Linked DNA regions of Mus musculus: all the other regions are linked to region 3. The links are chromatin contacts, called in public promoter capture Hi-C maps. All regions are on one chromosome and are shown on one strand. Each heading gives the region's core, a stretch centred on a gene start, on an enhancer-like site or on the middle of the called end of the contact. The rest is flanking DNA. Distances are from core to core; before and after follow the strand shown. Region 1 holds the start of Churc1 (churchill domain containing 1). Region 2 holds the start of Plekhg3 (pleckstrin homology domain containing, family G (with RhoGef domain) member 3). Region 3 holds the start of Vti1b (vesicle transport through interaction with t-SNAREs 1B). Region 4 holds the start of 4930426I24Rik (RIKEN cDNA 4930426I24 gene). Region 5 holds the start of Mthfd1 (methylenetetrahydrofolate dehydrogenase (NADP+ dependent), methenyltetrahydrofolate cyclohydrolase, formyltetrahydrofolate synthase). Region 6 holds the start of Sptb (spectrin beta, erythrocytic). Region 7 holds the start of Med6 (mediator complex subunit 6).

Region 1 (3,819 bases), core at 199-2,698, 2.4 Mb before region 3:
CACTGCCCAGCTCCATTTTTTATATAGAGAGATTTTTCATTTTACTTTTATCTGTTGACAGACAACTAGGTTGATCTTAATTCTTGGTAGAGTAAATAAATCAGGAATAAACACAGGGGTGTAAATATTCCTATGTGTTCTGGGTAAATGCCCAGGAATAGAATAACAGGTTCATATGGTGATTCTAGTTTTAACTTTTTGAGTAGTCACCAAACTGATTCTACAATGTCTGTATTTTAATTTGCACTCCCACCAACAGTGACTAACAGTTCCTTTCTCTCCACATCCTTCCCAGCATTTGTCATCAGATTTATTGATGAGAGCCATTCCGACAGGGGTGAGAGGGTATCTAAAAAATAATTTTAATTTGCACTTCCCTGATGTTTGAGGACAATGAACACTTATTGGCCATGTTTTGTTTTTTTTTTTAATTTTGAAAAGTGTCTATTCAATTCATTTGCCCATTTATTGACTGGCAGTTTTGTTTCCTTGGTATTTAGTTTCTGCAATTCTTATAAATTCTGGATATTTGCCTCTTGTTTGAAATATGGCTGGTAAAGATGTTTCCCATGCTGAGGACTGTTTTTTTCTGCTAATTGTGTCCTTTGCTGAATAGAAACTTTTCGTGTAGTCCGTTGATACTAAGGGTTAGTTTCTGTTAGTGTTAGTGTTCCTGTGCTAATTAAAAAGTTCTTGTCCAAAGCAGTGTCTTTTTTAAAAAATTTACTTTTATTTTATGCACATTGCCTGCATGTGTGTTTGTGTTAGGGTGTCAGATCTTGGAGTTACAGACAGTTGTGAGCTGCCATGTGAGTTCTGGGAAGTGAAATTGGGTCCTCTGGAAGAGCATTCAGTGTTCCTAATGGCTAAGCCATCTCTCCAGCCCCTCCAACCCAATATCTTGACAACTATCCCCTATGTTTTCTTCTGGAAGTTTCAGTGTTTCCTGTTTTAGATAATGGGTTTTGATCCATTTTTGAATTGATTTTTGTACAAGGCGTATGATAAGAATCTAATTTAAATAATTTAGTAGGTTCTCGACAGCGCTCTAAGCTTCTCTTCCCAAACACCAGCTTACTCCTTCTCTGAAGTCTGATCTCTTATCTGTTATTATAGCACAAAATGGTATTTAAACTGTCATTTCAGGTTTTTTGAGTCTGGTAAAAATGGAGGCAAGAAGAAACAATTCCCCTTTTTGCTGTACTTCTGTAATTCTTTTTTAATCAGAATTCAAGAAGGCGCCTATTAGAAGTTCTTTCAGGCTCAAAGCCTCTTCCTCTTTTCGACACTTCTTTGAGTCCTCAGATCTTTTCAATACCTGAAGATTTTTGAGTCCAGTCCTCGGTGCACCCTCCTTACCCGGAGACCGCCTAACAACCGTTGCTATGGGCGGAGACTTTTAGCCAGCTGTGGAGTCCTTAGATCGTGTGCGACAAAATCGATATCTCAACTCTCGCGAGGTTTCGCCTTCCGGGTGTCGCTGGGGTCGTTCTCCGAAAACTGCGTGACGATGTGTGGGGACTGTGTGGAGAAGGAGTACCCCAATCGGGTGAGCAAGTGGGCGCGAAGAGCCTCTCGCAGGCTCGGTGTTCGACCGATATTCCTAGACAGGCCAGGGGCCCACTCTGCAGTCCTGTCACCCCAGTGACCCTGAGTACCGGCCGCAGGTTCCCTCTGGTGGCTGACGTCAGCGGTCCTTCCGGTTCTGTTGCTGGGGACAACGGGGAACCCTCAAAATTACCTACCCACCCAAATTGACAGCAGCCTCTGAGGCCCTGACGCGATCCCGGCTTCATCCTCCAGCTCGACTTGATGGAATTCTTTTTACCTCATTCTGTCGCTGAATGAACGTATGAGGTCATTTTAAAATCCACCTTTTTTGAGACAGGTTTTGTGTAGCCCAGGCTGGTTTCGAACTCTCTATGTACCCGAGGAGGATTTTGTTTGACTTTGATCCTCCTTCCACATACCTCTTGAACGCTGGCATTACAAGCGCGCGCCACTGGGCTCAATTTAGAAAATGTTAGGGATGGAAGTGAGAGCTTGGTGCGGAGGCAAGCTTGCCACCGACTGAGCTACACTTCCAGCCTCTGGTTCTAACCCACGTTTGAAGATGGCAGAACTGGTCCCCAGAGAGGACCTATCACCTGCCCAAGTATGAGAGCCGAGACTAGATTGTGATCTCCCTCTCCGCCTCGTCCCGTTCTCTTTTCCTTGCGCCTTCCCTTTCCCCTTCCCTTCTTAGCACTGAGGCCTGACCCCAGCATGTGTCCCTACCAGGCAAGCACTCTGCCAACAGAACTATACCCCCTGCTCTTATTTTAAGCCTTTGCGCCTCTCGGGCTTAGGAGGTTTTGAGGCTTGGCTCTTACTGTTCTTTCAGGGAATCACTACTGCACGTTGATGTGTGTAGAGAGTGCTTGGCTGCTCTGTGAAGGAGTGACTGCCAAGGCTCTGGGGCTGCTTCTGGGCTTGCAATTTGGGGGCATAGGATTGACAGGCTGCTGTTTAAACGTAGTGAAAAGGAAGATTGAGCAGGAATGGGGCTGCGGTGTTCTCCTTCCACATAAGGTGGGTTTGGACGATGATTTAGAGGAGGAAGGATCTGCAGGACAATAGCAAGATGAAGGACCCTTGAGTTGGCTGGGAGGGAAAACATCCTCATAGTTCTTTCTCTTAATAGTTTGTGAGTGATGGGCACACACCTCTAATCCCAGCACTGGGGAGACAGAGGCAAGCAGATCTCCAAGTTCAAGGCCAGCCTGGTCTATAGAGCTAGTTTGAGGACAGCTAGAGCTACACTGAGAAACCCTGTCTTGAAAAAACAACAAAAACCCCACAAAAAGAAAACTTCTTTTTTGAGTTATATGTAAGTCTTTTGAGATTGTTATGTTAGAGGAATTTTCATTATGGTACAACCACTTTGGTTTATAAAGTCATTACCATTCATTATCAAATTTAAATGTCCCCTGGAATGACACAGAAGTGCTTATCCCGGAAAAATGCACGTGCTCTCATCTCCTGGCAACGTGTATAAGAATGCTTGTAAGATCATTATTTGTCGTAGGCCAGAGCAAAACTCGTGTTCGTAAAAGGAAATGTCTTAAGAGTAGGGTTGTGGGCTGGAGAGATGGTTCAGCGGTTAAGAGCACTGACTGCTCTTCTGAAAGTCCTGAGTTCAATTCCCAGCAACCACATGGTGGCTCACAACCATCTGTAATGGAATCTGATGCCCTCTTCTGGTGTGTCTGAAGACAGCTTCAGTGTACTCATATAAAGAGTAGGGTTGTGAGTGTGAATTAGATTTAGAGTATCAGCTCTCAAGTGGAAGCGGTTTGGCAATATCTAGAGACACTTGATTGTCACAGTGAAGGCGCTCCTTGGCATCTAGTGGGTAGAGACCGAGTATTATACTGCAGTGCACAGGACAGCCATCTAACCGAAGGTCTGTATGCCCCAGTGTCAGTAGTGCAGACGTTAAAGAACCCAGAATTACAGCAATGGGAGCACTAGAATCAGATACAGCAGCCTGACTTTAGTCTGACAGTATTGGCGAAAGAACACATGAAGTGCAGCTTTAAATGAAGCAGACTAAATTACAGTAAGACTTTCCTGGTTGGTAAAACAAGAAGTTACTCTAAAGACATTGTGTTGATGGCTGCTAGACAGAGTATGATCGAGAGTGGTTATATAAGGGGCCAGAGAGATTGCTCGGTGATTGGTGCTTTTGCAAAGGACCTGGATTCAGTTCCTGGCATGGCAGCTAGCAACTGTCTATAACTCCAGTTCTGGGGATCCAACTGTCTGGTCTCCATGAGT
Region 2 (4,147 bases), core at 152-2,651, 2.6 Mb before region 3:
TCTTCCCAGGGATCCCGTTTCAAAGTCACCTGAAAGCCATTTCCTCTCTCTCTGCCCCGCCCCTCCCCGTAAATCACTAGGTGCTTGCTTTTCCCTGGGGCAGCTTTTTTTTTTTTTTTTTTTGAGGGCAGTGGTGGAGGAGGGGATTTTATAAGCTATTTAGGATTTTCACTTGTCTACACTTGGCGGTCTAAATGCTGAGTTACTGGGGTCGATTCTCCATTCCTGTTCCAAGAACCTGGTGCCATCGTTTAACGCAGGAGTCCTACTTCTTCTGTGATCTCACACTGGGCTCCCATCTCCTACCCCTCTTCATGGTGCGTACTGGGGACAGCATCTAATGCTACCTCCCCTAAGATCTTTACCAATGAAAGATTTATTCTTAGTGAGGTGTAGTAGCGCACACCTATAATTCTAGCACTCTGGGGGATCACTCAAGAGTTCTGGGCTAGCTTGGGCTACAAAGTGTGGGCCTGTTTCAAATCAAAAAATAAAATAAAAACAATAATTAGGGCGTGGTGGTGCACACCAGTAATCCCAGCACTCCGGAGATAGAGGGTGGAGAACCATTACTCTCAAGATTACCCTCTGCCAGTCTCAGATAATTGAAATCCTGCTTCAAAAACAAAAACCACACAAAAGATTTATGTTCTTGCTCAAAATCTAACTGGTTTGTATTCTATGTGCTTGTGCTAATCATCCCCCAATTTTCCCATCCCCTAATTTCCCGGTACATGCCTTTTGTTGATAGATCGCACTCAAAATGGGGTCCACTGACATTCAGGTTCCTCGATCAGTTTTTCTCATTAACAGTCCCACTGAGCGCCGCGCCCCGCCCCGCCCCAAGTTATGCGCTTCTTATCTCTTTCTCCTCAGAAGGTAAGATTTTACAACTGTAAAGAGCCACCGAAACCTAGTTTCGGCGAGGAATTCGAGACGTGCCTTTCTGACTCAGCGGTCGTGGTGACCTGCTCCAGTAGGACCAGGACGCCCTTGCCACCTAGACCTGCGCTTCTCCTGGGAAAGTCTAGGTGGCTGGGCTCCGAGTCCTCTCTGGTCGGAACCTGGTCTGGAGGCTTTCGTTGCCCTCTCGGCGTGATATCAGGGCGGTGGCACTAGAGTAACCCCACCACGTGCGCCTTGGGATCCCAGAGTTCCAGGTGGCAAGGGGAGGCGGCCAGCGGGACCCACACGGCGGGCCACGCGCGTTAATCATTAGCCACGGCGGCCGCTGTCTACAGCGGGAGCCACAGCTCGCTCGCACCGCCGCGAAGGTTCCCCCGGGCCCCCCAGAGCCGCCAATTGCTGGATCGCAGCCGCGAGCGCAGTCTCCACCCACTGGAAACATTCCTGGTCCGCCCCTCCCTGGCTCCCTCCCTCTCCCTCTCTCTCTCCCTCCCTCCCTCCCGCCGCAGCCTGGACTCCGGCCGCAACTTCCTGCCCGGTGCTGGGGAACCGTGCGCATTTCGGGGGTCCCCCGGCGTCTGGTGCTCGCAGCGAGCAGAGGCTGGGACCGCGGGGCGGCCAGCCGTGGGCGGGAGCGGCCGGCGGCCTCTGCCGCTTCCGAGAGCGACTTTCAAACTCGAGCCCGCTTCGCGGCGCCACCTGGGCAGCCCCGCGCGCCTGGCGCGTCGCGAGCCGGCGGGGCGGCCACCGCTTGGTGAGTGTCCCTAGGTTTGCCTTTCTCTCTTTGCCCATGCTCGATTGGCTGAGTGGCAGCGCTCTGCGGAGACCCCAGGCTAGCCCTCTGTGGGATGAGGACCTGGCCCCGAGCTGCCTCGGACACACTCGGAGGAGGTTGGGTCGCGGGAAGGTCGTAAGGGGAGTCACTTTTTATCCCCACCCCGGAAACCAAAGCAGCATAGGCTTTGCAGAGTTTGAAATCCGGGCAGCTCTCGACATTCCCGCCACCCCTTCCTTGTGTGCCCTGACGCCCGTGGGCTAGTGCTTGCCTGAGACTGTGGGCTCTTCTAGAAGGACTCGCCTCTGGTCCCGCCAGCCCAGGAGTGCGCAGGCACTCAGTCTGTTCTGGGTTGGTGCCACACCGTGCTTCTGGGAATCTCAGCTGCATGTCCAGGAGGATTAGAGTGGGTGTCAGAAGCCAAGTGTCCAGGAGCTGCAAATCTAGAGCCCCTTGATGCTGCCCCTAACAGCCTCTCCTTCACTCCCTTCAACTGGTTTGGTTATTCACACCCTTCTCTCAGACCTTTGATTTGGGAAGCTTCAAGCTTCAGTCGTTCAAGATGCTCCTTTGGTGGTAACGATTTATTCTGCGGCTACTTTTGAAAACAAAGGGGGGAAAAAAAAACCGGAACAAGCCGCATGATGGTTGGAGGGTGGAGAAAGCGGCGCTGCGAGGTGGTGCTAAAAGTTGGGTGAGAGTATATCGTCTAGAGTCGCTAAACTCTTGGTAGATTAAGGGCTGTTAAGATTGTTAACCCTCCCAGCAACCGATCAGTACTAGAGCACCTTACAGAGAACCCTAGTCTTAGGGTTCCCAGTCTTCCAAACTGTGCTTGTTCAAGAGTGCATTCCAGTCACAATGAACCCTTCAGAAATAATTAGTGTGGAGTAAAATGACAGCCTGAGAGGGAGAGGCGATGTTCCCTGCTGTGCCTGGCCTTCCCCAGTCCCTCTGCTAAACTGGAATCTTGTGTTATAGATGCTCAGCATAAAACCTAGGGACTAAATACCAGAAAGCCAACTGTGGCGCTGCTGTTATTCCTTATGGTTCTGGGCTCACTGGATGGCTCACAGACCCCATCTCTCATGTAGACAGACTACTAAATGCCTGCTTGCCTCTGCTGGCCGCACTCTCTGGACTTTCCCGCTGGTGCTGGAAATCCGCTTTCACCCCTTCACTTAGTCTGGGCTGATAAGGGTGGTAGTCTGTTTTAGAGTGGCCTTGGGGCTTTTCTATTGACTTTTTATCAGAGGTGGCCCGACTAGGAGAGTGGGAAGACCACTGGGCTGAGAGTCCGACAGGATTTTTGCTAGAGGTTTAATGCTGGCTGTATTGCGTCACATCAGAGACTGATCGGGTCTGAGGCTTTTTTTCTTACATGATTGGCCTGAAGCCAGATCTCACCCTCTCCTCACTCACTTATCTTTTCTGACTCAGTTTCCATACAGAGCAGCCTTTTTTCTTTATAGGGGATGTGGTAACAATAAAGGGGAGAAGGGTGTATGAGAAGTAGTCCATAAACTCCTATCAAAAAAAAAAAATAGCTGTGTAGTGGCTACAAGGAGCCCTTACATGTTTGCTGGTTATACCCCATGTGTGACACAGGAGATGGTGGACACCAGGAGCCAATTGTGGCAGTTTACACTCTCTCTGGCTTGTAATATCATAGTCCCAGAGTAAATATTGACTTTACCAAACCCGCTGCTATCTCAGGGTCACCGTGTTTATGCTTAGAACAGGCCAAAGGCCACGGCCTGAGCGATGGCCAGACCCGGAGGGAAGGGAGGAAGGTGCTGGTCCCAGATGTAGGGCTTGCTATTCCCACCCCACTCACCACCCTGTACAGGTTCTGGTCCTGAGACTGGAGGGTGCCACAAGCCGTGACTTGCCCTGGAGGGTTAACTGTGAAGCTGCTCTCTGTTGTGTTGTGGGTGGGGAGGACCATGGTGATGGGAGGTGTTGTCTTTGCAGCTGCACTGAGGGCTGACTTCAGTCCAGCCATCCCGGGCTGTTCTCCGGCCCAGGCCACTGCTCTGTCCCGCCTCTCTGGCCAGCTGCATGTCCAGAGGCCTTTGTTAAAGTACAGAAGCCCTCCCTACTCATTACCCTCCTTCCCCAGGACAGGGCTTGGCATTACTACAGACTGAAGGAAAGCTCTTCTGGAGCCCCCAGGTCCGACAGACCCGGGAGGCTCATCCCGAGGCCTCCAGTACTGCCGGGTACATACCATCTCTGTTGTCCTCTTTCCCTCCTCCTTCCTACATCCATGCATCTTAGATCTATTTTATTTATTCATCCATTTTTATCTAGCAGCGTCTATGTATGAATACAGGGCACCAGGGAACACGGCAGTGACTGAAATATAGTTTTTTTTTTTTTTTTTAGCAATTGTTGACCTGGCAGAGTGGAATTCTACTGGGGGAAGTGGACGGAAAACAAGACAGGTCATTGAAAGCGAGTTTA
Region 3 (3,653 bases), core at 666-3,165:
GCACTAGAAATCCCTCGAGTGTAGTTAAGGCAGACTGCTTGCCGTAAGCTTTGGATTCTGTGAGTCAGAATGGGGCCTGAGCATGTGCAGTTCTCAAGTTCCCAGATGGTGTTGATGGGCTGATTCACAGACTACAATTCCAAACTACTTTCCTAGTAACACAAAAACAATACACTGTATCATAAATATGCAAAGTGATGAGTACATTAGAAAATAGTGTTCTGAGGCTGGGCAATGGCAATACAAGCCTTTAATCCCAGCACTTGGGAGGCAGAGGCAGGTGGTTTGAGGCCAGCCTAGTCTACAGAGAGAGTTCCAGGACAGCCAAGACTACACAGAGAAACCCTGTCTTGAAAAACAAACACAAACCCAAAAAAACAAAAACAAGCAAGCAAAAAGAGCATCCTAAGAATAACTGTGTAGAGAGCTAATATTTCTAAATAAAACAACAAACACATATTAATAATAGCTGGTAGCTCTTACTGTTGCCAGACGGTGTTTTTAATAGCTTTACATATCTCATTTACTCCCCACAAAAACTCCATGAAGTCAGATGCTACGTTTTACTTTATAGTGGAAACTAGTTTGGTTAAAATAACTTGCAAAGTCACATAGCTAATAAAAGGTGTATGTAACTTAGATAATCTGACTCTAGAACTCTTTTCTTTCCTTCCTTCCTTTTTTTTTTTTTTTTTTTTTAATTTTTGATAGAGTCTCAAGATAGAAGAATCTAGCTGGTCTGGAACTCTGTGTTGCTGTGTAAAACCAGGCTGGCCTTGAACTCACTGAGATTCTGTTTCTACCTCCCAAGTGCTGGGATTAAAAGTGTTCACCACTGGCAATCTCTTGAATGGCAGAAAAATATTTTGTCATACACTGTTATCTTTAATGCACAGGTAGACATTCTCATCTCCAGCTCAAACGAGTATGCGCCTCTTATTTAAGTTCATTCATTCAACTGATCACGTGAGAAGACACGGCCCCTTCTCAATCTTCCTCCTCACATCCACCAGTCTCATAAATCTCGGCACCACCTGTTGGATTTAATGCTCACTCTCCAGATTCGCATGCTTACCCAGTCAACTGTCATAGAAGCTCCTAACACAGTCTCTTATAGCCATTCTCACATCCTCTATCCAGCTATCCGCCGCCTTGCTTCTAAAATGAAATCCACATTACTCCGCTGCTTATGTTCCTTAAGGATTTACCCTAGTACGTCAAAAAAGTCTAAATGTGAGACTTCCGGTTCCTCTCCAATGTAGCTGTCTTCCTCCCCTCACCTCCCGCCACTGTCTCACATATAAGCTAATCTCCATGGTTACAACTATTTTTAAAATTTCATTGCCTACCAAAATGCCAAACTCCTACATGCCCAACTCCAAATTAAGGGTTTTTTTTGTTTTTTGTTTTTGTTTTTTGTTTTGTCACAGGAGCACAGATTGAAGAATGCCCTATGCTACTGGGAGAGGAAGATAACTAAAGGCTCGCTAGGAGAGGACATCCTAATGTCTATCCCTTTGCACGCCCCCAGTCACCACAAGAGGCAGCACACCCTGGGCGTCCGGGGCCCGACAGCAGCAGGGGGCGTGCCCAAAGGGGAAGCGGGGAGCCCCGGGTCGGTGTTTGGGATCCTGCACCCTGCGGAGTCCTCCCGGCCTGGTCCCGCCCCCGCCTCACCTGTCCCCGCGGTCCCCAGCAGCCGCTCCGGCACCCCTTGTAAGTCTTCAAGGAGGCCGCGGAAGATCTCGTGCAGCTTCTCGAAATGCTCGGAGGAGGCGGCGGAGGCGGCCATGGCGCAGGTTGCGCGTGAGCTGCGGCCACCGGGCGCTGGGCCCACTCCCACCTCAGCAATCAGCTGCCCAGCCCCGAAGCCATCACTGCAGCCGCACCTCGGCCTCCCGGAATCAGGCGCTTCCGGGGTCCTCGGAGCCGGACGCCCTCCCCCTGCTTGTCACTGCACGGGCGCCGGGCGCCAAAGCCTGACAAGAAGCCGGGGCGGGGACGACACTCAGCTACTACAGGGGCGCGGTCTCGCGCCAAGACGAGCCGGTGGCTCCGACCTGGAGACAAACAGTGGGCACAGAGGAGGTACCAAAGGGAAGGGCCCGAGGGAGCCCGCGGGACTGGCGCCTCGGCCGCCTCATCCGGGCCCGCCGGTCCTGCAGTGCATACTGGGAATTGTAGTTAAGTGAGGGAGGACGGCCGTGCAGGGAGGGCCCGGAGTGCCAGCGGTGTTGCGCAGACTGGCTAGCACACGCCCCTCGCTGTCATCGCAGTTCCTTCTGCCACCTGACTTCATATCCCGTCTAAATGTTCAGTCTCAGCCCTAGATAGATGAGCAGAGGCCTGCCTACCCTCGGATGGTATAACTCTAATAAAAGTGGAGAGATTAAGTGGCCAGGGTCACATGTTTTCAGAACCGGAAAATGGGCAGTGTGATCCCAGAATACCCACAGCTTTTAGCGGCTGAACCAGTCCAGACCATTAGGCTGCCCCGGGTTCTCATTCACAACATGTTAAGAATAGACATTTTGATAAACCAAAGTTATATATTGATCAAAGTAATTTTGTCTCTGCCCTTGGGTAATGTATGATTTGGTGTGGAAGACAGACCCATCTTATCTGCCCTTATGTGAAATATATCAACAATTACGAAGTCCTTTCTGTCCTTCCATAGATATAAACCCCTGTGTATACTGTTGGCAGGGTTTCCAACAAAGGGCCCACTCACAAAAGTTTTCGTGGTGATTCAATATTTATACATGGAAATATATATATATATATATATATATATATATATATATATATATATATATATATATATATATAAAAGGGTGTTACCGAGGGGTACAACACTTATCTAGCATAAGCAAATCCTATAGTCCATCTTCTAAGGTGTGTGTGGGAGTGGGTTCCTGGTGATTTTTGTCTTTGAAGCCCTGGGTTTTACAAGCTTGAATCCACCAACCGTTAAATTCAATGAAAAAATAAAAACAAAACGCAGTGTGCAGGGATGACAAAGTCTGATGTTGTTAGCAGTGGTGCGAAGTCTTAATATTTTTCTTATAAAATTAAAAGGTAGTTCAAGAGTGTTGTTGTTCAATTTTAATCCTAGCACTTGGAAGACAGAGGCAGATGGATCACTGAGTTCGAGGCCAGCCTGGTCTACAGAGCACATTGCAGGACAGCCAGACCATATAGAGAAACCATGCCCAAAAAACATAAAATTAAAAAATTTATACTTGAATATGTATGAACACATGTGAGGGCAAGTGCCCTGCCTGTGGAGCCCAGAAGAGGGTGTTGGGTCTTTTGGAGCTGGAGTTACAGGTGGGCTGCCTGCCATGCTGTTAAGAGTTGTGTGTGATCCAAAGAACTGTGACATTTCTTCAACCCCAAGTCTTATCTTTCTGTCGCAGAAATAGATATAAAAAGGAGCTCCTGCCAAGACCGAGAGATGTGGAAACAGTGACCTTTGGTCGGTGTCACGTAAGTAGAAAATGATTTGATGATTGGTCTGGTGATCACAAACCAAATTAACGACACTTGCATTTTAGGTGTACTATAGTGATTCTGGGACACAGGCATCCAATAGAATGGGAAATAACTGCATAACTGTGTTTTCTTTAAGCTACAATTACTTTCATTTAATT
Region 4 (4,133 bases), core at 1,219-3,718, 2.8 Mb before region 3:
TGAAGAAGTGTCACATAAAGGTGCTATTACTGTATCTTTTGGGGGAAGGCTCAAGATACCGTGTACAGCGTGAAAATGTAATTTTACCAGGTGAAAAGTGCAAGCAGAAAAATGCAGCTAAAAACACAGGTATAGCTGCTGCTGTCATCTCAGTGAACTGTTAAAGATGCATGTGGTGGAAGATTACAAGTTTTGTCTGCAATGGCTTCATCAATAGGACATAGTTACTTCAGAAATGAAGCTCTAAGGGTCTCTGTATGAACCGGTTTTGGGCCTGGCAGCTCTCAGTCTTGTTTTGTTTAAATTGTAAGGAGAGTGCCTGAGTCATGTGCAGTGCCCTTGGAGGCCAGAAGAGGGCGTTGGATCCTATTGAACTGGAGGTACAAATGTTTGTTAGTCCTCATCTTAGGATGCTGAGAACTGAACCCAGGCCCTCTATAAGAGCAAGCTGCTAGCTTCTTAACTGCTGAGACATCTCTCCAGCCCGCTACCTTCCATATTTAAAGATTCATTTAAAAATATTATAATAATAACAATAATATAATAAAGGTGTTTTGTCTACATGGATGTGTACCATCTGCTTGCCTGAGGTTTATTTATTTTTTTACTTATGTATGTATGTATGTATGTGCGTGCCTTTATGAGTTTATGTGCACTTGAATACAAAAGCCCAAGGACGTCAGAGAGTGGTGACATTCCCTAGAACTGGAGTTAATGGTGGTTGTGAACCGCCATATGCATGTTGGGAACAGAACCCAGGACCCTGCAAGAGTAGTTAGTCCCCTTCCTAGCTGAGCCATCCCTTCAGCTCCATCCCCTCTCTTCCTCTTCGCTGAATTTCCCCAGAGCTGGGTATATAAGCACAGACTATCACATATGGTCTGATATTTTCTTTAATCCTTTCCTATTTCAAGTTTTTCTTCAGTTTCTTTCATGGAAAATAGAGAACTGCAGTTGCCAATGGCAAACGTGGTTTTGAAACTGTAAATTACATATAGGAATAGAAAGAATCTTTAAAACTTTCCCGATTAAGTTTTGTAGAACTCTGAGCTGGAGAGATGGCTCCGAGGGTAAGCACACTTACTGCTTCACCAAAGGACCTGGGTTCAGTTCCCAGCATCTGTGTCAGGTGGCTCAGGACCAAATGTCACTCTAGCTCTAGGGTCTCTAATTCTGGCCTCTGCACCACATTGCATACACACACACAGATAATTTTTTTTTTAATCAAAAGCTCTTTTAAAGTTTTTTATTGAATTCTGTCAACATTACCTTTTAGACAACGAAAACTTTCATGTTTCTCATACTGTCTTCTCCATCACTGTCTCACACGACTTACTGGCCAGTTTCAGAGGGGTGCTTCTTTCCTGGAGCTTCGAAGACAAAAACAAACAAACTAACAAACACCCCAAAGCACAAAAAGTTGCTTAACATATCCAGATTCTAATCTTCAATTCTGAACTCTTCTGCCCTCCTCGTCGCCCACATTCCACCACCTCAACCTCGATAAAGAATGCTTTTCTTACTCTCCTTTGCAGGAGTTAGGCATGTCACCTCCTCAGGGATGCTTTGATGTTTTCCCCTCAGGCTCTGTGTGCCCCTCCCTGCCCTCTGTTGTCACCGGACTGGCTTACCCCCTTATCACACGACTTAGGCCCGTTTCCCTTGTTCTTTTCATCTCATATTGGGCACCTGTCAAAGTTTTACAGCGACGACTGTCCTCAGCTTCCCATCCGTAAGGCGAGGCGGTCGTTCTACATTACAGGTCTCCGTTTTCCTGTAGGGAGTCCTTTTACAGGAGCCAGCTTCTGCCCACCCCCTTGTTCCAGAGAATACTTTCCAAAATTATTCTCAGATTCCGGCTAAACAAGTGCCAAAGACTCTTTTTCATCTACTTCCTCTCACAAGTCTGTGCTGCCAACCTATTCTTCTCATTCAACCGAACTCCGCGCAAAAGGACTAATTCCTTAACAAGATCACGCGTGCGGGGACGGGAGTCAGAGGGGTGACACTGGCTTATTACGCAGTGCCACCAAGAAGTCAAAACCGCCCATTAGGGCGCCTGAAAGAAAATAAACTAGGAAAGCCGAGGGAGAAAGTTGGGCGGAGGCGGCTCGCGAGCCGTAGCCGCTCGCGCTGCGCGGGAAGCCACCCGCCTCCCGGGTAAGCACCCCGCATCCTTCCCCGGTCGCGCACTTTCTGAGACGCGCTGGGAAGGGGGAGGGGTACTGACTCGTACCCGCCCAACTTCGCAGTCCCCGCCCTGGAACCGCCCCTCACCCAGCCCCAGTCCCCGCTACAGGAACAGCAGGGGCAGGGAAGGCGAGAACCGATCCCAGCCGTTCTGTATTCGATGCAACCGCCCTAGAAGGAATTCGGGCCCCGGGAGCCGAGTCAGTGGCGGCACCCGACACCGAACGGTACAGAAACCCTTTCGGAGGCCAGCGCCCCTTCCGTGCTGCCTCCGCGCGCCCCGCCCCGCGCCTCCCTGCCACACGCTTCGGATTCTGCGCTGCTCATTGGGCATCTGCCCCGCCAATCTGAAAGATGTTAGCGAATCACGCTTTAGAAAAGGCAAAGAGAACGGGAAAGGGGGCTTTCACACTGGCTCCCCTGGCGCGAGCTTAACGCCCCCAAAGCGGCTGGAGGCACTGGGCGGGGCTTCATTTGCATAACGGCCGCCCCTTGGTCTCCCTGCCCAAGGCTGGCGTCAAGCGCCTCACCCAACTAGATATCAGTTGGACCACCGGCTGGTCACTCCGACCAGGCAAGCCTGTGGGAGCGCCGGACGGGTTGGAGCGGGCGGGCCCGGGGACCGATTGGCTCTGAGAGTTTCCAGCAGGCAGGGAGGAGGGGACTATAAGAACCAGAAGCCCCGTAGAGGTCTCCGGGAGACGCTAGTCGCGCTCGTGGAGAGTTGTGAGAAGCGACCGTTGGCTCAGGTCCCGGCTTGCGCTTGCCTCTCCTGACGCTTTCGTCCTAACGTTGCTTTGCCTGTTTTTTCAGTCAGGATGTCTGCCCGCGGCCCGGCTATCGGCATCGACCTGGGCACCACTTACTCGTGCGTGGGGGTATTCCAACATGGCAAGGTGGAGATCATCGCCAACGACCAGGGTAACCGCACCACCCCCAGCTACGTGGCCTTCACTGACACCGAGCGTCTCATCGGCGACGCCGCCAAGAACCAAGTGGCCATGAACCCCACAAACACCATCTTCGACGCCAAGCGGCTGATCGGACGGAAGTTCGAGGACGCCACAGTGCAGTCCGATATGAAGCACTGGCCGTTCCGAGTGGTGAGCGAAGGTGGGAAGCCCAAAGTGCAGGTGGAATATAAAGGGGAGATGAAGACCTTCTTCCCTGAGGAGATTTCTTCCATGGTCCTCACTAAGATGAAGGAGATCGCCGAAGCCTACCTGGGGGGCAAGGTGCAGAGCGCAGTCATCACTGTTCCTGCCTATTTCAACGACTCGCAGCGCCAGGCCACCAAGGATGCGGGCACCATCACCGGCCTCAACGTGTTGCGCATCATCAATGAGCCCACAGCAGCGGCCATCGCCTACGGCCTGGATAAGAAGGGCTGTGCGGGCGGCGAGAAGAACGTGCTCATCTTTGACCTGGGCGGGGGCACCTTCGATGTGTCCATCCTGACCATCGAGGATGGCATCTTTGAGGTGAAGTCCACGGCCGGCGATACCCACCTGGGTGGCGAAGACTTCGACAACCGTATGGTCAGCCACCTGGCGGAGGAGTTCAAGCGCAAACACAAGAAGGACATTGGGCCCAACAAGCGCGCTGTGCGCCGGCTGCGCACCGCCTGCGAGCGCGCTAAGCGCACCCTGAGCTCGTCCACGCAGGCCAGCATAGAGATCGACTCGCTCTACGAGGGCGTGGATTTCTACACGTCCATCACCCGCGCCCGCTTCGAGGAGCTCAACGCCGATCTCTTCCGAGGGACCCTGGAGCCGGTGGAAAAGGCGCTGCGCGATGCCAAGCTAGACAAGGGCCAGATCCAGGAGATAGTGCTGGTGGGCGGCTCAACCCGCATCCCTAAGATCCAGAAGCTCCTGCAAGATTTCTTCAACGGCAAGGAGCTGAACAAGAGCATTAATCCCGACGAGGCGGTGGCCTACGGC
Region 5 (3,965 bases), core at 1,408-3,907, 2.9 Mb before region 3:
AGTTCCAGGACAGCCAAGGCTACACAGAGAAACCTTGTCTTTAAAAAAGCCCCCCCCCAAGAATAGTAAAGGAGGGGCTGGAGCTGTAGTTTATTAGTAGAACTCATGTTTAACCATAGTAGAAGCCCTGGGTTGGATACCCCCCCCCAAAAAAAACCCCAACCAACAATGAAGACAGTGTCAATTTTCTAATTATATCATGGTGACAGTTACACAGCTCTGTAAATGTAAACATTGTAAACTAAAAACCATACACTTGCATTCTTTAAAATGGGAAAATGTTTCTTTCAGTCTACATATTAGACTTGAGTTAAACTGCTAATGAAATAAAACAGAGATTATCTAACTATATATGGATGTAATGTAAAACAATCCCAGATTTCAGGCAAAAGTCACAAACTAAAATACACACATTAGTACAGGAAAAAAAAAAAGCCCAACAACAACAAATTCAGTGCAAACTGTGCCCTGGCATGGGGGAACTTAGCTGCTGGTAGAAGCCCCTTGCCTAGCTAGCATGCCAGGCCCTGGGTTAATTCCTAGGGCAGAAAGGTTGGGGTGGGGGGTGGGGGATGGGAAGTGGGGGTGGGGGCAGCCACATGTCCTGCCATTGGTTGAAACAAGCCACTCTAACAATGGTTGCTAAATCCATAGCCATGTGGTGATGTTCTAAGGAAGGACTTATCTGTAGAACAATGTGGGGAAACTGTAGCCAGACAACGGTAATGTTGGGAAGGAGCCAAAGAAACTTATTCTAAAAACTAACATTTTGTTTACAGATTAGCATTTATAGGGAAAAACTAAATCCAATGTACCAGGCCCTAGGGCAGCTTGGGACTTCCCTATAGCTGAACAGCTTCTGCTGTGAACAGCTGTCTGAATCCAGACATCTCAGGGACAGCTTGTAAGGAGGCAGTTGTCTGAATCCAGCCATCTCAAGGACAACTTCTCCATCTTGTTGGCAGGGTCAAACAACCTAGGAGCGAACACCTACCCCACTTCTCCAAATGTTTTCTTAACTGTCTGTTAACAGGTAAAGAATATAGAAATTGCTGTTTTTCTAAACCAAGGTACATATGTTATAAAAATATATAACCAATCACCTGTCCTGCTCTAGTTAACTACATGCAGCTGATCAGCTCCTTTGTCCCCTTATCACTCTGAGCTCCAGACCTAAAGTTCAGGAGAATGAATTAAGGACCTTGAAGTCAGGTCCCTTGGATTCACCCAGTCTCCAGCGGGTACTCCCTTGCTTAAGCCAAAATGTCAACCAAAATACAATTGGATAACACTGCAGCTCACCCCAGCTCACCCCAGCTCACTTCTCACTTTGTGTTCCCATCCTTTTAAAATGTTGTACAGTATCCTTCCTGGGACATGTTTCAGGTCCTGAACTGGCTGCCTTCCTGAGCGCTCAGAGAATAAAGCTTTCATTTTTAAGCTTCCTGAGTCTGAAATAAGTTTTCTCGGCTTGTACCTCGAACCCAACAGTAAGAATCCAGCCCAGTTCCAGCGGCAGAAAAAGCAAAGTCAAGGCAGTGGCTCTGATGTATTCCTCTACCACCAGGCTCCCGAGGACATGGCCAAACTCATTTCTGCACCAGGGCAAATGGGGAGGGATGCCAGCCTTGCTGGCATCTAGCTGATGAACAAAGTAGTCTCTGCTTCAATACTGATTTGGTCCGCTGAGACCAGAGGATCACTCGTCCTGAACTCTGCTCCCTTCACGCTGATGAAGCCCCACGCTTCTGCTCTGAGGTCCCTCTTAGCTGCTGGGCTGAGCCTGCTTTTGGGCTTCAACCCTGGGAGGATAGCAGGTTTTAGTTATGGAAGGCTGGGTTCAGTAGTAGCGAACTTGTCTCTATGTCAAGGCTGTGGATTGATCGTCCCTGCTGTTACTAGAATTGCGAGCCAGACCCTGGGCTCTGAGAATCTAATAAACCAGGTTAGTCACCATCCTTAATAAGTCGATTAAACAAGTAATGGTAAGATATAGAAAAAGGAGATTTATTCAATACGGCCACATTGGGAAGAGGGACAAAGAGAAGTCTTATCTTCTGAGTTCTAATATGAAACTGAGGTTTAAGTAAAGAGTCAGACTTGATATAGAGTTGAACAGTGAAGGTCGAGGTGTGGACCTGTCCATTACTGTCTTGGCTTCAGTCCTGCAAGGTGATCTCTGAAATCTCTTTCCCCGGAAACAAATTTCTACTCTGGCTGGTGGAAAAGCAATTCCCTGGAGTGCTTCCTCCGCAGATGGCTAACCAGAGGGACACAATTGCCTCGTTAAGGATAGCCTCACTCTTGCTAGGAGGGTAACAGAGAGGCAGTTATCCCAGGTGTTCCCCACCACACTCTGAAAGCTAGGGCCTATGACAACGTGGAAAGCCGCATTGCCTGCTCCAGGTCAGTAGCCGGAATCAGCTTAAGGCCTCCAAGATCCTGCCCGGAGAAGCCAGTACGATCCAAAATCACACTGCTTTGCAGGACTCTGTCGCCGCAACCTAGGTCACGCAAACTTGCTCAGACAGGCCCATTCCTGCCCGGACTCCGCCCAGTTCCACCGCGCCCCCTACACACTATCTCTGATTGGCTAAAAGCGAGGCGGGAAGCTCCCGGCTCATCAGAGGCGGGCTCCACACAGGCTCTTTCCGCAGCCAGTCATTGCCGCCAACCAGTCTTTGGTGACAACCCTCTTGCTGCCTGGGCCCACCGGCTCCCGCAGACGCTCCTGGGCCTCCTCTGTCAGCGGGTCACGACGTCTTTCCGGGTCGCCTGCGCACCTTCGCTGCTGAGCGCGACGCAGGCGCACTAGCTGATTTCTCCCGGGAGGTCCCTGAGCACGTGGGTTGTGCTGTCCTGCGCGCGCGGAGCGACTGGAACCTGATTTTTGCTGGTGTTCACCGTGGGTGGCAGACTAGCAAAGGCCATGGCACCAGCGGGAATCCTGAACGGGAAACTGGTTTCTGCGTAAGTACTTGCCAGTGATAGTGGTGGTGGGCTCAGAGCAGGGCGTGCAGATCCCCAAGCGCCTGGGCTCTGCAGGAGAGGTGCTTAGATGGGGTTTGCGGGAAGAGAGGACATCGACACGGGCTCCTAGAATCTGAAGACTGGTTTCCTGAAGCCAGAGAAACACATGCCCGGCCCAATGTGCAATTGCAATAGACTGCCTGGGGTGGCTGCATTCCTAGGTTTGGCGGCAAGTCCTGACCTGACCTTGTTCTCAAAAGTGTAGCTGCTGGCATCATTCTGCCTAGACACGGGCTACCTGAGGAGTCCAACCTCAGAAACCCAGCATAGCCGCTTGTCTGGCAATTTGGTGGTGATTCGGTTGTGGCAAGATTTGACACGGGTGATTGGTCAAATCAGAGAGAGGGTCTCTTTCTAATTTTTTGTTTGTTTGTTTTCTGACAAAGGGTCTCTCCACGGAGCCCTGGCTGTCCTGCAACTTACTCTGTAGACCATGCTGATCTTGAACTCACAGAGATCCCCTCCTGCCTCTGCCTCCTGAGTGCTGGGATTAATGGCTTGGGCTACCACACCTGGCCTAGAGGGTTTCCTCTAATTCAGCGCATTCCTCATTACACCAAATGCTGTCTTTTTTTCTCTTTCACCCCGCCGGCTTCACTTCCAAGGTATCGCACAGGCAAGGCAAGCGCCGCACCACTCAGCTACTACGCCAGCGCTCGCTTGCTCTACCCTTTAACAGCCTACCTATCCGTCCTGGCGCTAAAGTTACTTTTCAGTTTGGCTCTTGTGTGCTGACCCTATTCCATATTCCGTCAGACCACCTGTTCTGGCCGTGCAGATTTAAATGCTTAACTAGTGGGAATGTTTGCCAAGTGTCGTCCCAGAGAGTAGCACCCTTTTGCTGTTTGGGAGAGAGGGCTGGGAATTGAGCCCCTAAGTGTGGAGCCCGAAAGTGTGCATAACATCTGGGCTACATTCCTTGCTTTTTGTTTAGG
Region 6 (4,203 bases), core at 1,570-4,069, 2.5 Mb before region 3:
AAGGCTCGAACAACAAACACCCTTACCCACTGAGCCATCTCACCAGCCGCGCTCTCTTTGCTTTTTAAAATGGGATAATATGAGTGACCTTGCAGAGTTGATAATTAAGTGCCATATAAGGCAACCTTGATCACTCATTCTCTCATTCAGTCAACAAAGACTATCTGAGAATCCACTACCAGTCAGCCACAAGTACATAAAAGATAGACTAAATGAAAGCTATTATTCTTTTTATTCATCAAAAACCTACTATTTTCCAAAATTGTGACAGACACTGACATTAGTTCAAAGCTTTCGCTCACACCTAGTTTCCATAAAATAGCCACATTCATTTTGTCAAGCGTGATGGCAGGTGGGAGTCAGCCCCCTATTACGCCTTCAGCCCCAAGCGAACAATCCAACAGGTGTGTTGGTTCCACCGGACACCTTCAGAACACCTACACAAAGCAATGACCAGAGCAAAAAGCGGTATCCCAGCTCTCCCCTGGGCAAGTCACTGGGGAGAACTCAACATGCCTGCGCAGCAAGGCCCAGCCTGAATGCCTGGGAGTTTTTGGGTGCTTTCAATTCCTTGAGTGGACTCTATGTCTTCAGAGAACTCAAGATTAACTGGACTGGCTCATCCCCAGCCACTACCACTGGGCCACTGATAAAGGGAGGTGCACCAGCAAAAGGGTCCCTCTCCTTTCAACTGTGCTTTACTCAACACTGGAATGTGATAACACTTTGTATAAACGATTGGCCTCATCTGGAGATTGGTGGGCTCTTCTCTGTTCTAAGTTTACTGTTCCTTTTGTTAGCTAGTCCCCAAGCCTCTGTGGGTGCTGGGCATTCAGTACATAGTGAACAAACAGTCTACACTTGTAAGAGTTTCCCATAACATTCTGGAAATCAGGGCTCATTGGAAAAGCATATGAAGTCTGATCCTGGAATAGGAGATGACTACCCTGGGTCGTAGTCATAGAGCAGTGAAAAGAGAATTCTAGATTAAAATTCTGAGCGATCCGTGACGCTAAGGATAGCCTAAGAGAACAGCTTAAATGTGCCTCGATTTTTTTTTCTTCCCTGAAGGCTCCTCTCATTCAGGAGCTATCTGAATCACCTCCCTTGGAAACTGAACTATATACATCCATTGCACAGGCAGGGGTTTTGTGTGGCTGCCTCCTAGCGTGGAGGTGACAGCCGTATCCTCTCCCCACTGAAGTTCTTAGTAAAAAAGAGACCATCACTATATAATCCCATCCCACCCTGCCGGATGCATCTAAAACAATGGCTTCTTTCCATATCCCTTCAGTGAGTTAAGGGTGTTATTAACTGTAGCACCTCTAATTGCTCACTGAAAACAGTGGTTTGGATATTAATAGACTATAAATCAAGGCCCTACCTAAGGCTTGTTGTCACGGAAACTGTACTCAAGCCTCGTAGCTATTTCCCCTTTGGGAAGTCTGGGTAAGTTGGTGGGACTTGAGGATTGTGTTAGAGCTCTTGTTTCTTCCATTTTCTGCTATTTCTCCGGGGCCAAGTTGCTGGAACTGGCACGAAGGGTAACCGTAGAGTGGGCAGTAGCTTGGAGATAAGGAACTCAAAGGGAAAAGGTGGGGGTCCTTGAAGTATAGTCCTGGGACACTTGATCTCTCCCTTCTCAGTCTACACTGGGCCACTCTGCACGTCCTGCCTGACATCCTGAGGCCCGGCCCCCTCTGCTGCCCTGAACTGTCCTCCCAGCCTTGGCACTGGGCAGCCCTGGAGCGCGCTAGCCAAGTTCCAGAAGAGGATCCGACACGCCCGGGGGTTTGAGAAACCAGGCAGCAGGAGGCACAGACGCGGACAGTCCTTAGACCGACGACAGGCAGCCCCCCCCCCCAACTTTGCTCCCAGGCGAGGGTCCTGGGGGAGGCGGCCAAGAGCACAAACCCCCCAAACCCACTCCCCGTGCCCCACGGCGACACTCTACTAGCTGGCTTCCCAAAGCTAGCGCCCTGCTCGCCCAGCGCCTGCGAAACCCACGCGGGTTCCCGCGTCCCGGGGTGACGACTGCCGCAGCCGCCAGGGCCTCCTGGGCTCCTCACCCCTCCCGCCCCGTGCTAGGCACCCGGGGCCAGGCCCCCACCGGGCTGTCGCGTCACCCGCCCCCTGGGCCCCGCACTCCCCGGCGCTGGCTCCGGGGCACCCAGCTCCCTCCCGTCGCGCGGCCCTCGGGGACTCACCTGCGCTGGGGCTGAAGCGGCGGCTACCCCGAGCCCGGGGGCGGCGGCGCAGGGGGAGGAGGGCAGCACGGGGCTCCTGGCACAGTGGCCGCCGGGCGCCTGGTGCAGCGGAGCCGCGGACCCGCCCAGAGATATAAATAACATTATCTGAGGAGGGACATTCCTGCCGGGGGACATCGCTGCTGCCGGGACCAGATAGTCCCGCGGCGGGGGCGGGGAGGCGGGGCTGCAGCCTCCCGCAGCGCCAGGCCCGCCTTCCCCACCCACTCCTGCACCTGCCAATCAGACTGCGCGCCCGGGGGCACCTGCCTAGCCGCTAGCGCCGCCGCCGCTGGGACCTGGGACGCCAGGGTCCTCTCTCACCTCCCCTGATCCCGCACACACAGAGCCCCTTGCCACGGGAAGAGGACTCGACTCTGCTGCTCCGGCCTAATTTGTGTGCCCGGAGCCGCAAGCTGGCGGCGAAAAGGAGTCCTCCCAGCCTTTCCCGCCTAGCGTCCCTGCAGACTACGATCTGGTTTTGAAAAAACATCTAAAGACCCGTTTAGGCCATAGGGTGGGTGAGGAGGGCGCCCCGGCTGTAATGCCCCTCCGGAGATAGGCTGGAAGGGACAGATTGTTCCCGCGGGCGGGTTACGTTAGAAAGCGCGCTCCCGGCCGGCTACAACCGGCTGGTAGTAGGAGCAGACGCTGGGAGCACAGGGGGTGGGCACTGGGCCGAGGCCCCCGCCCCCAGCCTGCGGGCTGGAGGCCGCGGCTCCTGCTTGTAAGCAAGGTACTGTCCCGGAGAACCCGGCTGTGCTGGTTGGTGGCGCTCAGCCTACAGTTGCATATTGCAGGGTCCATAATCAACAGGCAAGCCAGCATACCAGCCCACCTGCACCATCCTGTGAGCCCGGGTCTCCGGGCAAGACCCTGCTTTCTCACTGCAAGCTTTGGTAGGGTGGTGTACAGCAGGCCAGAGGAGATGCTAGAACCAAGGGTGTCAAGTACATCTGCGACTAGGGAGGGTGACACACGGACGAACACGGGCGGCTTGCAAGGCAGGCTATTTCCTTGACTTTTTAACAATACAAGGTCATCGCTCTGTAATGTTGGTTGCGTGCCTTGCTGTACCTTTCCTTGTTTTATTTTTATGGGGGGGGGGGAGGGGCGGCCCTCCATACGCTGTGCCTGGGATGGTCTCTCACAGACTATCAACCCGGGTAATCGCAAGTGTAATGGAGACACCAGTGGCGATTAAAAAGAGCATAGATGCAGAAGGGAGCTTTAACTTTGATGCTCCCCGGAATTCTTAACAGGAAACAGCCTTTCTCTTGACTTGTTTGCTTGAGTGTATAATTACGCTGTTTTCTAGGATTCATGAGCAAAGTGTGTTGAGTTGCCAGATGTTCAAGCTTAGTATTGGGTATTAAAGGTACGCAAAAGATATTTCACTGCCTGCTGCCGTCACACTTCTTTTGAGAGTAGGTATTTGGACAGTAAAAATGCTAATTGGGACAAAATCCACAGGTATTAAAAAGCCATAGAACTCTTCCCTCCCCTTTTGCCTGAGTTCTTATTACATACTAATTTCCCAAATGGCATCAGTATTACAAGGAAAATGACACACCGGCCTGGGCTATCCTAGAGGTTAACAGCGACCTCCCACCTCCTTCCCCCACTCAGACCATCTAGCAATTCTCTGTAGTGAGCAAGAGCTGTAGATCTTAAGCAAAGCACACATTTAGCACTCCAAAGGCCCTGGGACTCCCCAATATCCTCCAGCACCACCCCAAACCATTTGCTTTGCTTGTTGTTGAGTTCAAAATCATCTTTTTAGGAACTAATTCCTGGCAAAAACAAAAAACAGGCCAACTTCAAAAGCTGAGACTTAGATATCACAAGTAGAAATCCTTGATCTATTTTTGAAAGAAAAAGGGAGGGTTGGAATTATGTATTTATGTGTTTTAAACCGTGTGTGAATAAACTTATTAAATAAATTCATGAATCCCAG
Region 7 (3,847 bases), core at 361-2,860, 2.4 Mb after region 3:
TTAACTAACCATTGGTAGGTAGGTAAGATCTATAATTATACATACAATATTATGCACATTAAATGCTTGGCACACTGTAACCCAATAACTGTTACAGTAGTAATGGTGGCATTTTCTCTGTTCTCATGGCAAATTTATATACTTTTATTACTAATTCTTTTTTTAAATTAATTTATTTTATAATTGCAAGTACACTGTGGCTATCTTCAGACAGACCAGAAAAGGGCATCAGATCCCATTACAGATGGTTGTGAGCCACCATGTGGTTGGTGGAATTTGAACTCAGGATCTCTGAAGAGCAATCAGTACTCTTAACCCGCTAAGCCATCTCTCTAGCCCCCTTATTACTAATTCTTATTCCATAACCAGAATCACAGATAATCTGCTCCCACTAAATTGTGAGTTTTTATTCATCAGGAATGAGCATAATAATCACTAAATGCTTCCAATCCATGCCTGAAGGTCAAGGCAAGTATGACTTACTTTATTATTCACAGATCTCAATCAATTTAAACAGCCTCATGTATCCATGGACATTCATCTACAAAAACTGAAATGAAAAGTCAAGTCTGAAAATAAAAGGTAAGTTGTGATCACTTCATAAACAGAATATACCAAAAACCAAGCAGATTTAACCTTCTCACTAATGCAGTCATCACTCTTCCAAGCTACCTCTAATTTCTGTCCATCCCAGAAAAGCCCTGGTTTCGTTTTGTTTTCCTTTTTTTGTTTCTAATTCTATCCCTGACTTTTACACTACTGTCAGCAGCTAAAATGATCTAGTAAAGAAATGCGTAAATGAAAAAAAAAAAAGACAAAGTCAGAATATGCCGTCCCTGTTGACTGTTCTCTCACATTTATCTTTCCAGATCTTCTCTTCTACATCTCCTCCCTATGCCAGCTTCTCTGCCATTCCTCTAAACACCAGACACATTACAATTACGCTAACAAATCTAAGTAATAAGCAATCCACTATGTACATGTATGAAATTGCCAAGAGGAAGAATGAAATATACACAAGCAAAAACAAACTGCTAAACAAAATGCTACCCGACCAAGAAGCTAGTAAGAGGTTGAGTCTCCATTCATTTATTTATTCTTACTCAATGAAAATATACCTCTACTGCTCAGCTTGCCGAAGGCAACCACTGAATGAATGATAAGTGAAAGGTATTATAGGCTAAAATTTAAAATTATTAATAAGAAGACGGGGATTTCTGTCCGGGGACCCATAAGGTGGGATCAGCCCTTATCTTATTCCACTTCTCTCTTCCGAAAAGCTATCCCTTCGCCCCGACATAACGCCCAGCATTGTGAGAGAAACCCCTAAATTGTTTCTAGTTTTTCCGCATCTACCCTTTTAAAGAGACTCGTCAGAAAACGGGAAAGCGCGACCCCTTTTCGTTAGATTAGAGCCTTAGGGTATCCAGGAGCCACTCAGAAGAACTTGAGAGACCTCACAAAAGAGGGTAACGCTGACTTCCGCAAGCTATGAAACCCCAGTAAACCACAATCTGGTAAGGGGAGCATAAAATTAATTACCTCGGATATCCACCGCCGCCATAATTCCAAAAGCGCTATAAGAGCCTCCTTCCGGCGCACAGTAAAGGCGATGACTACCGCGACGGAAGCGGAGGCTGCCGGCCGTACGGTTAGCGGGGAGGTCAAAAGTATTCACGCGGAGCGCGGCGGCAGGAAAAAAAAAAAGTGTTTGGGGGCGGGGATGAGACCTAAAGTGGGTGGAGCCGGGTTGAGCTTTGGTCGTTGGACACGGGCGGGAAAGAAGAAGGCGTGTCACAGGGTGGCGGCGGGGAGGGGAGGGGATTGGGACACGCAGAAGGATGGCGCAGGGAAGGCGGGGCCTGTAGACCTGTGGAGTAAGAAGATAAAGAATGACCCCCTCGCTTAGATGCCAAACTGCAGCTGGCAGAGGTTGTAGTAACAGAGCCAGAACAAAACAAACAAACAAAAAATAAGCAAAGCGTTAGGCCCAAACAGTGGGGAAAGTAATTTCATTTACAAGTAAAGAGGTTAAACAGAGCGCTGCCTCGTGCTCACTACTAACATTCTAAAATTCTCTAAACCAAGGCTTTCACTTGTAATCCCATCTCTCAGGAGGCAGAGCCAAGTGCATAACAAATTTGGGGCCAGCCTGGACTACACACAGAGACAGTATTTTTAAAAACCTCATGAGTATAAAAACAAACTGTTAGACTTAGGAGCTCCGTTTTTCACCTTATCTCAAGCAGAGAAAATCAAGAGACTTTGTTATTCCTGTTATTGAACCAACTAAAAACCTAAACCAGTTAAAAACCTGTAGCATTTTATGACTAAATTTCAAGAGATAGGAAGGGAATTCAGGGGTGAATTATTAACAAGATTAAAAAGAGAAAAGGAACTGGGCGTGGTGGCGCATGCCTTTAATCCCAGCCTGGTCTACAAAGTGAGTTCCAGGACAGCCAGGGCTATACAGAGAAACCCTGTCTCAAAATAAATAAATAAATAAATAAATAAATAAATAAATAAATAAATAAATAAATAAATCAATAAATAAATAAATCAATAAATAAAATTTTTAAATGAGAGAAAAGGAACGAAAAAACAACAACAAAAAAGAGAGAGAGAGAGAGAGAAGAGGAATTCCTTGAGTAGTGTCTAAACACTTGAAGGCAGGGAACAATTCTGTGATGTGAGGAAGCCATAGAAACCCACAACAGAACGTTCTGTCTCTAGTGTGGTTTTCTAAAAGCAAAATGATGGAGATGCTTACAAACAAGATACAGAAACTGAGAGGAGAACCCCAAAACCTGAAGGAAGGAACCTAAATTCACAAAACTAAGGACTACCTAGGCTCCCCCAGCATGTAACCAGAATCCACAAACAAGGCAGGAGAACCATTAATTTAACTGGGACTTTTCGACTCACAGATCAAAGAATTCCACATTTTAAATTCTCAGCATAATAAATACATCACACACACACACACACACACACACACACACACACACACACACACGTTGGTTTTCAAGACAAGATTTTTTAGCTGTCCTGGAACTTGGTTTGCTGACTAGGCTACCAAGCTGGCCTTGAACTCACAGAGATCTACTTGCCTCCGCCTCTCAAGTGCTGGTATTAAAGGTGTGGGCCACCACATCCAGAGAAAACATATTTCTTGTTCACTTCAATTTGTGAACTAGGATTTTATACCGGAAATGACAAAGAAGTGTGTCCAAACTGCTCTGCTTTTCTGTTTGGTTTGTTTCTTTGTTTTTATTCGGATAGTTTCAGCAGGAAAAGGCAAGCTTTTGGGTTTTGTTTCACTGATCTTGTTTCCTTATGTCTTTAGAAGATTAGGAAAGGCTGTGGCAACACACAGAACGTATGATAAGCCAGACTGGAGAAGTTCACTGTATTTTGCAGCCTGGCGAGGGCCCTGCCAGAGGGCTTTCTGTTTGGTTTGTTTCTTTGTTTCTTTTGTTTTTATGTGGACAGTTTCAACAGGAAACAGCAAGTTTTATAGGATATAGCTAAATAGCTTTATGTGATGCAGCCCACAGGTTAGAACATTCACGATTGGTGTGCCTGGGTGTGGCACCGCCCTGAGGACCACAGGTCCTGAGGACTTCATGCTGTTAGGAGCTCTGCTCCGCTCGCTGCCCTCACTGCCCCCTTAATCTAGGAACTGTGAAAACTCTAAGGGCAACTCCACCCCTCACTGGACAGTATCTCTGTCCCTCACAATAATAGTGCTTGTTCTTTATCAAGCATTACTGCTGGAGCAGATTAATGATATAGTTACCACTCTAGAAAGAACTTAAAGATATAGATTGTCAGCAGTGACCACCAC

The links. Promoter capture Hi-C pulls out the DNA fragments that hold promoters and counts their contacts. Capture Hi-C pulls out chosen DNA fragments and counts their contacts.
Region 1: a promoter capture Hi-C map of liver shows a contact between it and region 3, with 2.5 times the contacts expected there. The contact joins the promoter of Churc1 here to the promoter of Vti1b in region 3. A contact is called at or near these places in 7 of 39 promoter capture datasets (the C10 cell line, the HPC-7 cell line, hippocampal neurons and 3 more) and 1 of 115 datasets of contacts at active chromatin or transcription factors (astrocytes).
Region 2: a contact with region 3 is called in a promoter capture Hi-C map of pre-B cells, with 2.5 times the contacts expected there. The contact joins the promoter of Plekhg3 here to the promoter of Vti1b in region 3. A contact is called at or near these places in 2 of 39 promoter capture datasets (liver and pre-B cells) and 1 of 115 datasets of contacts at active chromatin or transcription factors (embryonic forebrain).
Region 4: a contact with region 3 is called in a promoter capture Hi-C map of cranial neural crest. The contact joins the promoter of 4930426I24Rik here to the promoter of Vti1b in region 3.
Region 5: a promoter capture Hi-C map of liver shows a contact between it and region 3, with 2.6 times the contacts expected there. The contact joins the promoter of Mthfd1 here to the promoter of Vti1b in region 3. A contact is called at or near these places in 1 of 39 promoter capture datasets (liver) and 1 of 115 datasets of contacts at active chromatin or transcription factors (astrocytes).
Region 6: a promoter capture Hi-C map of hippocampal neurons shows a contact between it and region 3, with 3 times the contacts expected there. The contact joins the promoter of Sptb here to the promoter of Vti1b in region 3. A contact is called at or near these places in 1 of 39 promoter capture datasets (hippocampal neurons) and 1 of 115 datasets of contacts at active chromatin or transcription factors (astrocytes).
Region 7: a contact with region 3 is called in a promoter capture Hi-C map of liver, with 2.6 times the contacts expected there. The contact joins the promoter of Med6 here to the promoter of Vti1b in region 3. A contact is called at or near these places in 1 of 39 promoter capture datasets (erythroid cells) and 2 of 9 other capture datasets (adipose tissue and liver).

Annotation. Positions count from the first base shown.
Region 1 is chr12:76,764,090-76,767,908 of GRCm38.p6, forward strand. Churc1 (churchill domain containing 1) reads left to right here and starts at 1,449. Exons shown (of 4, transcript NM_206534.2): 1 at 1,449-1,549. The coding sequence starts at 1,511.
Region 2 is chr12:76,532,159-76,536,305 of GRCm38.p6, forward strand. Plekhg3 (pleckstrin homology domain containing, family G (with RhoGef domain) member 3) reads left to right here and starts at 1,402. Exons shown (of 19, transcript NM_153804.4): 1 at 1,402-1,660. It overlaps Mir5135 (microRNA 5135), which reads right to left and starts at 1,054; the gene lies at 976-1,054.
Region 3 is chr12:79,170,543-79,174,195 of GRCm38.p6, forward strand. It overlaps Vti1b (vesicle transport through interaction with t-SNAREs 1B), which reads right to left and starts at 1,916. Exons shown (of 6, transcript NM_016800.3): 1 at 1,678-1,916. The coding sequence starts at 1,792.
Region 4 is chr12:76,401,526-76,405,658 of GRCm38.p6, forward strand. 4930426I24Rik (RIKEN cDNA 4930426I24 gene) reads right to left here and starts at 2,469. Exons shown (of 4, transcript NR_166810.1): 1 at 1,632-2,469; 2 at 1,270-1,370. Hspa2 (heat shock protein 2) reads left to right here and starts at 2,651. Exons shown (of 2, transcript NM_001002012.1): 1 at 2,651-2,764; 2 at 3,004-4,133. The coding sequence starts at 3,009.
Region 5 is chr12:76,252,575-76,256,539 of GRCm38.p6, forward strand. Mthfd1 (methylenetetrahydrofolate dehydrogenase (NADP+ dependent), methenyltetrahydrofolate cyclohydrolase, formyltetrahydrofolate synthase) reads left to right here and starts at 2,658. Exons shown (of 28, transcript NM_138745.2): 1 at 2,658-2,970. The coding sequence starts at 2,930.
Region 6 is chr12:76,707,728-76,711,930 of GRCm38.p6, forward strand. It overlaps Sptb (spectrin beta, erythrocytic), which reads right to left and starts at 2,820. Exons shown (of 36, transcript NM_013675.3): 1 at 2,208-2,820.
Region 7 is chr12:81,593,398-81,597,244 of GRCm38.p6, forward strand. Med6 (mediator complex subunit 6) reads right to left here and starts at 1,611. Exons shown (of 8, transcript NM_001347384.1): 1 at 1,543-1,611. The coding sequence starts at 1,564.